2 separate regions of the Mus musculus genome follow, and region 1 is linked to region 2. The links are chromatin contacts, called in public promoter capture Hi-C maps. All regions are on one chromosome and are shown on one strand. The core of a region is the stretch at or near the end of the contact, and the rest is flanking DNA. Distances in the headings are between cores, read along the strand shown.

Region 1 (4,416 bases), core at 1,240-3,739, 1.5 Mb after region 2:
AGCAAGAACAAGAGAGAGAAAAAGCAAGAACAAGAGAGAGAAAAAGCAAGAACAAGAGAGAGAAAAAGCAAGAACAAGAGAGAGAAAAAGCAAGAACAAGAGAGAGAAAAAGCAAGAACAAGAGAGAGAAAAAGCAAGAGCAAGAAAAAGAACAAGAACAAGAAAGCAAGAGAAAGAACAAGAAAGCAAGAGAGAGAAAAAGAACAAGAAAGCAAGAGAAAGAAAAAGAACAAGAGCAAGAAAAAGAACAAGAACAAGAAAGCAAGAGAAAGAACAAGAATGGCAAAACCCCGTCCCTTTTAAGGAGAATTATCCTCCGCCTAGGACGTATTACTCCCTGATTGGCTGCAGCCCATCGGCCCAGTTGTCATCACGAGAAAGGCAGAACACATGGCGGGAAAACTGCCCCTGCACGTGTGCAGATTATGTTTACCACTTAGAACACAGCTGTCAGCGCCATCTTATAATGGCAAATGTGAGGGCGGCTTCCCACACAATTTTGCTTAATATAGTGATTTCTGTCCCGTCCATCATCTTGTCAGTGTAAGATTTCTGTTTTTCTTACCACTAAGTAACTTTCCATCCGGGCAGGTGACATGGCAGTTTCTAATTTAAGCCTTTTGAGAGAAATGATTTCCACAGTGAATGCACAAATACTTTTGTTGCTGTTGTTATTTGTGTAATAATAAATGATATTTAAGTTTCATTTTTTTGTTTCATTTCTTTTTGCTAGTAATAGTTATAGATGTTTGATTATCTCAAATAATCAAAACTCAGATTAAAAGAGGGGTGATAATCATTATTATTACATTTTGTGTTTCATAGTTTGATAGAACATGTGACTTTATAAGAAAATAAAAACCATATAACTGTAACTGAAATATTTCTCAAGACAGAAAAATAAACATCTCATTTTTCACTTGCTTTAAGAAAATGAGTTCACTAGACTAATGGTATCAGTGTTATGTATGCTCAGACTCTAGAAGTGAAGTGTCAGCCCACAGGGGCAGAGAAGACTCTCGCAAAAACAAAAAACAAAACAAAACAAAACAAACAAACAAACAAAAACACCAGTGGCACATAAAACGAGGTTGTGTAAAATCGCACAGAGCAGAGTTCAAATCTAGGCTCCAAAATTTTAGCCTTCGTTGTCTCATCCACAGCTGTACTCACTATCAACACTTAAAATAAATCTGCTGAAAGACCGCACCAAGTTTCTGCCACACAGAAAGCATTGAACACGAGATAACCATATCTTAATGAAATGCCAGGTTCCTGCTCCAGGAACTGTAGGAACAGTCTCCTATTTCTTCAGCCAGTGAGAAGACCCGTAAACATCAGATGTAAAAACCTAGAGATCTGAAAAACAAAACTACCGTTTTGAGTAATGTGTACAGAAAGCCGGTAAGCAGACCTGAGTCCAGGGGCCTAAGGAAGCGACTTCCTGGATCCAGAGTTAAACCCATCTGGGTATGGAGCATCGAATACAAGTACTTTGAAGGAGCAGCAAGGGCTGTGACTAACCTACTCTGAAGACTTAAATGAGACACATATGGTCTGTGGAAGCTGAAACAGAAGGACCACCGAAAGACTTATACCAGCCTGAACTAAATGGTAGACATCCGAGTGCTCCTCTTCCCCCAAACCCACGTGCTTAAGGCAGAGAAACAGCTACAGCTGAGAAAGCCAAGTTTAAGCTACAGGGTGACTTTATTGTGGGGTTCCAAGCCTCCACACCTGCCCTCATTCAGGTCCACTGTCTCTACAGGAGCTTTTTTCCCCTTTTTAGAGCGTCCGCAGAGGCTGCACCCTAGCACTCTGGGGCTGTCAACTCAACAGACACCTAAAAAAACTCATTCACGCAGACCACTCCGCAAGCATTCTGAGCAGGTCCCAGGCGGTAGGCGGGGCCACCAGCCCAAGTCCTCCAATGAAAAAGTGCACCCAGGCAGCTCAATTTGCATACAAGACAAAGCATACCAAATACAAAAAGTAATGAGACGCTCATAACTAGTGAGAACTACAAATGTCCACAGCTCCTTTCTGATGCTTTGTGGGCCCTGAAAAGGGCCTTTGTGGATGGGGGAAGCCGGCCAAGGGAACGGCCTAGGCACAGGAGGGCTCGCTTAGCCGCCGAAGCCGTACAGAGTGCGGCCCTGGCGCTTGAGCGCGTACACCACGTCCATAGCCGTAACCGTCTTGCGCTTGGCGTGCTCGGTGTAGGTGACGGCGTCGCGGATCACATTCTCAAGGAAAACCTTGAGGACACCGCGAGTCTCCTCGTAGATGAGACCCGAGATGCGCTTCACGCCGCCACGCCGAGCCAACCGCCGGATAGCGGGCTTGGTAATGCCCTGGATGTTGTCGCGGAGAACCTTGCGGTGTCGCTTGGCGCCACCTTTCCCCAGACCCTTGCCGCCTTTTCCTCGTCCTGACATATTAGTAAACAACCTAATAAAGAGACAGGAGAAACTACAGTAATCCGCCGCCGAGCAAGAGCTTATATTTCCTGGGAGCGGACCTGATTGAAAACAGCAAGGAGTGGGCGGAGCTCTAGACTCCACCCCCTGGCTCTTTGTGCTCTGCTGTCTCCCAAGAACCATAAAACCCTTTCGGTTCCCTCTCCAAATTCCAGGAACCCTAGCACATTTGAAAGTTTAAATAATATAAGGTAACAATCTATTTCTCCTCTTTTTTTTTTTTAGCACAAATAAAAACGGCGCATCATGCTTGTTATCTTCAGTGCACGCTGATTCGGTATTTTCTAAGCAGCATGCTTGTTTTTACACAACTTTAATGTGAAAATGAAAAGAAGCTAGCAATAGAAATCTAGCTTACTAGGTCTTATACCGAAGCAGTTTACATTTTCACGAGAGAGTCTTTTGAGGGGATAGAAGTGTTTTAGTGCCTTTCTTTTGTGGCCACGATAAGAAAATTATGCTAGTTCCCACTTCCTATTTGGTTTCAACTGTTTCTGCAGTGTATGGATTTTCTGCTCCTGCATTGCAAACACATTGGTATTCGCTTTTCAGCCAATTGTTCCTATAGTTACTTAGCTGAACTATTGTAACTTGTCATTTAGATCCGAGGTCCTTGTTGCTTGCGTTTAAAAGAGACCTGGTGACTCACATCTGTAATTTAGGCTCTCCGGAGGCTGAGGCAGGATTGCCAAGAGCTGGGGCCAGCCTAGGCTAGACAGACTCAAATACATTTCCCCTCCTCCCCACTCAAATAGCTTGTAAAGTACCAGAAGTCAAAAGCATGACTCCGAATAACAGGACTGTCCTTAAGTTTGTTTCGTTTTTAAAGACAGCAGGTTTTGGGCTGGAGAGATGGCTCAGTGGTGAAGAGCACTGACTGCTCTTCTGAAGGTCCTGAGTTCAAATTCCAGCAACCACATGGTGGCTCACAACCACCTGTAATGAGAACTGATGCCCTCTTCTGGTGTGTCTGAAGATAGCTACAGTGTACTTACATATAATAAATAAATAAATCTTAAAAAAAAAGAAAAAGGCAGCAGGATAAATGCGTTTAGTTTGTAGTACTTTACAATTCCCATTAGTTCCACAACTCAAACAGCATTTCATTTGTTTGTCCCCTCCCTGTCTCTTAGAGATTGAGCTCTAGGATAGCTGGAGGGGGAAGAAGCCTTAATCATTGAATTTTACCTCATGATTTTAAATCCCTTGCTCTTCAGAATTCTTACCAAAATGAAAGCTGCTGCCAGAATACTTATTCAAATTTGTAAAACTGTGTGTCAACAAACAAACAAACAATCAACAACAACACACACAAAAAAAAGAGAGAAAAGCAAAAAGAAAGCAAAGAGACCTTTCCATAAACATACATTTAAGATGGTTTACAGAAGATATTCTAGAGCTTTCTTCCCCAAAACTGCACCAGAGGTTTCCATACACATTGACTTAGAATATATAACCTATCGAATGCTTAGGAGCATTAGATAGTATATGAAAGTCAGCTGTTAGGTGGTACAGCCAGGATTCTGAGGAAGTTGGCTCCGGGATACCTCCTTGATGGTGGAGTATATTGTTCAGATCCAAAGGTGTATGGGGGACCCCAGCTCCTGGTTAGCTCATTACTGTGCTAGGAAATAAAGATGTACATAGATAGAAGTACATGGGGTTGGTTTTTCTCTGTGTGTGTTTAATATTTTGTATCTTGGGACAGGATCCTATGTAGCTCAGGCTAGGTGGGAACTCTCTCTGTAGCTAACGATGGACAATCTTCGATGGACAATCTTGACTCTCCTGTCCACGCCTCCTTTATACTAAGATCACAGACAGGCCCCACTTCACTTGGTTCTGTGGAGTTTATTTAAATAAAATCGCAATTAGACTAAGGAGAGGGTAAATTTATGATATTTTAATTAAATGGATACAAAAAAACCTACATGAC
Region 2 (4,374 bases), core at 1,542-4,041:
CACAAGCTACAATGTGTAATAAACTTGGGCTGAGCTGTTGAAGGTGGTAGATTGTGTGAAGGAATCTTGCTAATTAAGCCAGAAGACCAAGTTCAAATAGATCACATATATTCTAACCCAGGATGAGCTTAGGAGACAGTTAGACACTTGAGTCTCAGTTTCCCCATCTATAAACCACTGACAGCAGTGTAGGGGTAGTTGACTTTTGCTGTATTAAAGATTACCCTGAAAATCTGTGTCTTATAAACAGACAAGCATTTGTCACATACAGATTCTGTGGGCTGAGAACTCCAACGTAAGGAGCCCATTGGCAGGGCAGTTGTGGCTCTGTATCTCCTGTAAGGTCGTGGGTCACATTTGTGACCTAATGGATGCAACTCAGTAATCAAGGGAATAAAAATGTTGTGATCATCCCAACAGGTGCAGAGAAAACACTTCAGAAATCGACACACTTTGGGGATCAAGTAATTAGCAAACCAGGACTAGATGGAAACTTCCTCAACAAGGTACAAGGCATCTCTGAAAACCCAGGGCTAGCATCACATTAAGAGAAGAGATTGGATGGTTCCACAGAAGGTCAGACACATGACAAAGATGCTGTCCTGGCTCTTTTGATCTCTGATTCTATTAGTGGATCTAGTTAGGACAATCAGACAGGAGCTGGATCAAAGAGAAAGAAAACCATCCCTATTCACAGAAGGAATGGTCTTTTACATACATACATACATACATACATACATACATACATACATACATACATACATACATACACATACACACACACAAACAAAATCAAGAAAAACCAGTTATCATCTAGCTCTATAACTCAGCACTTAGCAAGCTAAGTCTGGAGAATTGCTGTAAGTTCAAGGCCAGCCTGGGCTACATAGTGCATAACAGGCTAATGTAGCAGACCCTGTGTCTTGGTTAGGGTTTTACTTCTGTAAACAGACACCATGACCAAGGCAACTCTTGTAAAGACATTTAATTGGGGCTGGCTTATAGGTTCAGAGGTTCAATCCATTACCATCAAGGTGGGAGCATGGCAGCATCAAGGCAGGCATGGTGCAGGAGGAGCTGAGAGTTTTACATCTTATTCTGAAGTCCACCAGAAGGCTGGGTCCTACATGGTTAGAAGGAGGGTCTCATTGTCTACCTCCATAGTGACATACTTCCTCCAACAAGGCCATACCTACTCCAATAAGGCAATACCTCCTAATAGTGCCACTCCCTGGGGCAAGCGTTTTCAAACCACCACACGCTGACTCAAAAACCAAAGAAAAACAAGAGAAACCCCCACAAAACCAACAAGCATGATGGTACATGCCTATAATCCCAGCACTAGGGGGATAGAAGTAGGAAGGTCAGAATTTGGAGACTAGCCTGGGCTACATGAGACACTATAAACAAAACAACAATAATAAAAAACTAATAAAACCCCAGAAATGTTTTAATAAATCCACCAACCGACCAACCAAAGTAGTGAAACAATTACGATTCAACAAATGATTCAATAAGATCAACAACACAAAAATTCATCATATAGTTTGTTTTCTGCTTTAATTTTTTTAATTTGACAATAAGCAAACAGAATTAATGTAAACAACTCCCAGAATAACTATTTTTGTTCAGGACTGCATCCGGGCTCATGCCAAGCCAGCACACAGCAGAGGTGTCTTCCTGATTGCTTCTTAACAGAGCTCTGCTCTTTAATGGAGGCATAAGACACAGATACTTGTCCAGCTGTATGCCTAGGATCACCCAGATACTAAGTCTCTGGTTGTGCAGGTGGGAGACAGGACCTTCAGACAACTCTGAGAACTGGAACCACTGAGCACAGCTCCTGATTCAGAACAGAGGCAGAGGCCAGTCCTTGCTTTCTTCCTGTAGGCCTGGTCTTTTCCCTTGGATTTTGCCTTCTTTACTTTCAGAGTTACTGTTCTTTTATTACCAATATAACGAGTCCATCACAGTGCCAAATCTCCACCAGATGGAGCTTAAGTTTGATCAAAACCAACTGGGTGCAACTATTTGGAATCTTTAGGGTGAGAAAAAGTCATCCTAAACTACCTCCCTACAACAGCTCAAGAATCCCTTGGGCAGGTGGGAATGGGAAAAGGAAAGACATGCCACTCATTGCTGAACCCGATAATAATATGGCAGGAGTGGCCATGATCATCAAGAGATCCTCCTATTTCCCAGACAGCTGTTTGTACAGCTTTGGTACATAGCTGTCCCATTCTGCCTGGTAACACGTGCCGGCCACCGGGGCTCCCAGGTGATACTTCTTGCGGAAGGCTGCAGTTTTGAACTTCCCACGATGGTCTCCAGACCGGTTGGTGAGGATGGGTTCGTCACATCTCAGTGGCTTGTCCTGCTGGTACACCAGCCAGACATAGCGATGGAGGCCAGTGCCCTTGGGAGGTCCGGAACCCACGTAATCCGAGAGGACGTTCCCACTGCTGATGTCATTGCCTTTCATGTTGACCACCAGAAAATGGTGCCATTCCCTGTACACGGGTTTCTTCCTACTGGGAGCATCCGGGTCTGTGAGGATCAAGGTGTAGAGTTTCCCTGTGTCAAGGCCATCCCATGAAATGCTTCCGGGTCTGTGCTTAACCTGGGTGGGCGTCAGCACTTGGCCCAGCTCTTCCACCTCCGCCTCGGTGTAGGTGACCCGCAGTAGGTGCTGGGGCTGCTCATCCACTTCGTGGAGGCTCAGCGGCCCGGTCCACATGCTCATGTCTGTAGGCATGGTGAGAGGCTGGAGTGGCGGTTGGGTGCTGCTGAAGGCGCGTGCTGCGCTGAGAACTGGCCGTGACCACACAAGCTCTGCAGCCGCGGGAGCACACAGTTTTGTATTTTTATATACCTCAATGAATGACTCCCAAAGTTCAAATTTTTTTTTAGTGCTAAAATTAAAATATCAAGAACAAATTTTTACAAAAAATTATGAAAACCATAGTTTGAAAAGTACAAGATATTGTTGAACAGGATCTAAATAAATAAAGAGAAATCACTCCATGTTTGTGGGTAAGACTTGGGAATTAACAAGACATTAATATCCTCTAACTAAGATAGTGTGTAGATTCAATGAAAGTCCTGTCCAAATCGCAGCATCTTTGTAGAAACTGCTGAGTTTAGAATTTGTAAAGATGGATTTGCAAGGAGCCAGAATAGTCAAAGCTATCGTGGTAAAAGGAAAAAAAAAGTTGGAAGATGCCCACGTGTTCTAGTTTAAAGAGAGCACCAACCATACTAATGGAGACACTGCAGACTCACATAGTATGAGGGATCTGAGCAAGTACATCCAGATGTACAGCCATGTGAAGGGATTTTCCAACCATGAAGGCAGGCACTCAACAGGGGAGTTGGTTCTGAAATCATTGGACATTCATTCACAGGCAAAAGAGTAATGTCGGCCCCAAACCTAGCACCAGATAGAAGTTAATCAAAGCAGAATGCGTTAATCAAGTCAGCGACCTAAATGTAAGAGTTTAAAAGACTGTTAGAAGAAAACACGGGGCTAAATTTTTATGACTTTGGATTTGGTAATGGATTCTTAGCTATAACACTGAAATGTGGGCTGGCTCAGTGGATAAAGGCGCCCATTGACAAGCCTCATGACCTAGGCCCTATGTGGTAGAATTTGTTCTCTGGCTTTGCATATATGCACACATGTACTTTCTTACACACTCGTACACGCACACACTCACACACCCACGTAGCCACACACCGACACACTTGTGCACCCCAACCATCCAACTAACCAACCAAATAAACAAATAAAGCAATGTAACAAATCAAAAGCAATCAAATAAAATAACCAAGATATGATCCATAAAAGAAAAAGACAAACTGGATTTCATTAAAATTAAAATATATTCTGTGTTGCCCAAAGTATTATTATTAATGATGAGAAGAGGCTGGGATGGGCCAGCAAGATGGCTCAGTAGGTAAAGGTGTCTGCAACCAACCTCAGTATCTGAATTTGATCCCTGGGTCCCACACAGTTAAAGGAGAGAACTAACTCCCACAGGTTGTTCTCCGATCTCTGCACATATTTAGTAGAACACCCCCTCCCTTAATATCCACATTAAATATCCTTTTCAAGTACTTAAAATATAAGAAAAGGTGATATATGAAGTGGATTTTTAAACATTTTTGCAGATCATATACTTGGGAAATATCTTGAGTCTATAAAGGATTTACAATTTAATGATACATTTCAACTAATCTAAATAATGGGGCAAGGCTTTGAGTAGACATTTCTCTTAAGAAAATATACACACGGCCAAGAGAACATGAAGAAATGGTAGACGTTGTAAGTCATTAAGAAAGAGCAAATCAATGCCATATCCACACAGGGTGGCC

Evidence for each region. Promoter capture Hi-C pulls out the DNA fragments that hold promoters and counts their contacts.
Region 1: a promoter capture Hi-C map of embryonic stem cells shows a contact between it and region 2, with 2.6 times the contacts expected there. The contact joins the promoter of H4f16 here to the promoter of Pbp2 in region 2. A contact is called at or near these places in 1 of 39 promoter capture datasets (embryonic stem cells) and 1 of 9 other capture datasets (macrophages).

The regions. Positions count from the first base shown.
Region 1 is chr6:136,801,942-136,806,357 of GRCm38.p6, forward strand. H4f16 (H4 histone 16) reads right to left here and starts at 2,490. Exons shown (of 1, transcript NM_175652.3): 1 at 2,052-2,490. The coding sequence starts at 2,438. The coding sequence ends at 2,127.
Region 2 is chr6:135,307,593-135,311,966 of GRCm38.p6, forward strand. It overlaps Pbp2 (phosphatidylethanolamine binding protein 2), which reads right to left and starts at 2,792. Exons shown (of 1, transcript NM_029595.3): 1 at 1,537-2,792. The coding sequence starts at 2,755. The coding sequence ends at 2,192. The region is part of intron 3 of Gm36640 (a long non-coding RNA gene); the gene reads left to right.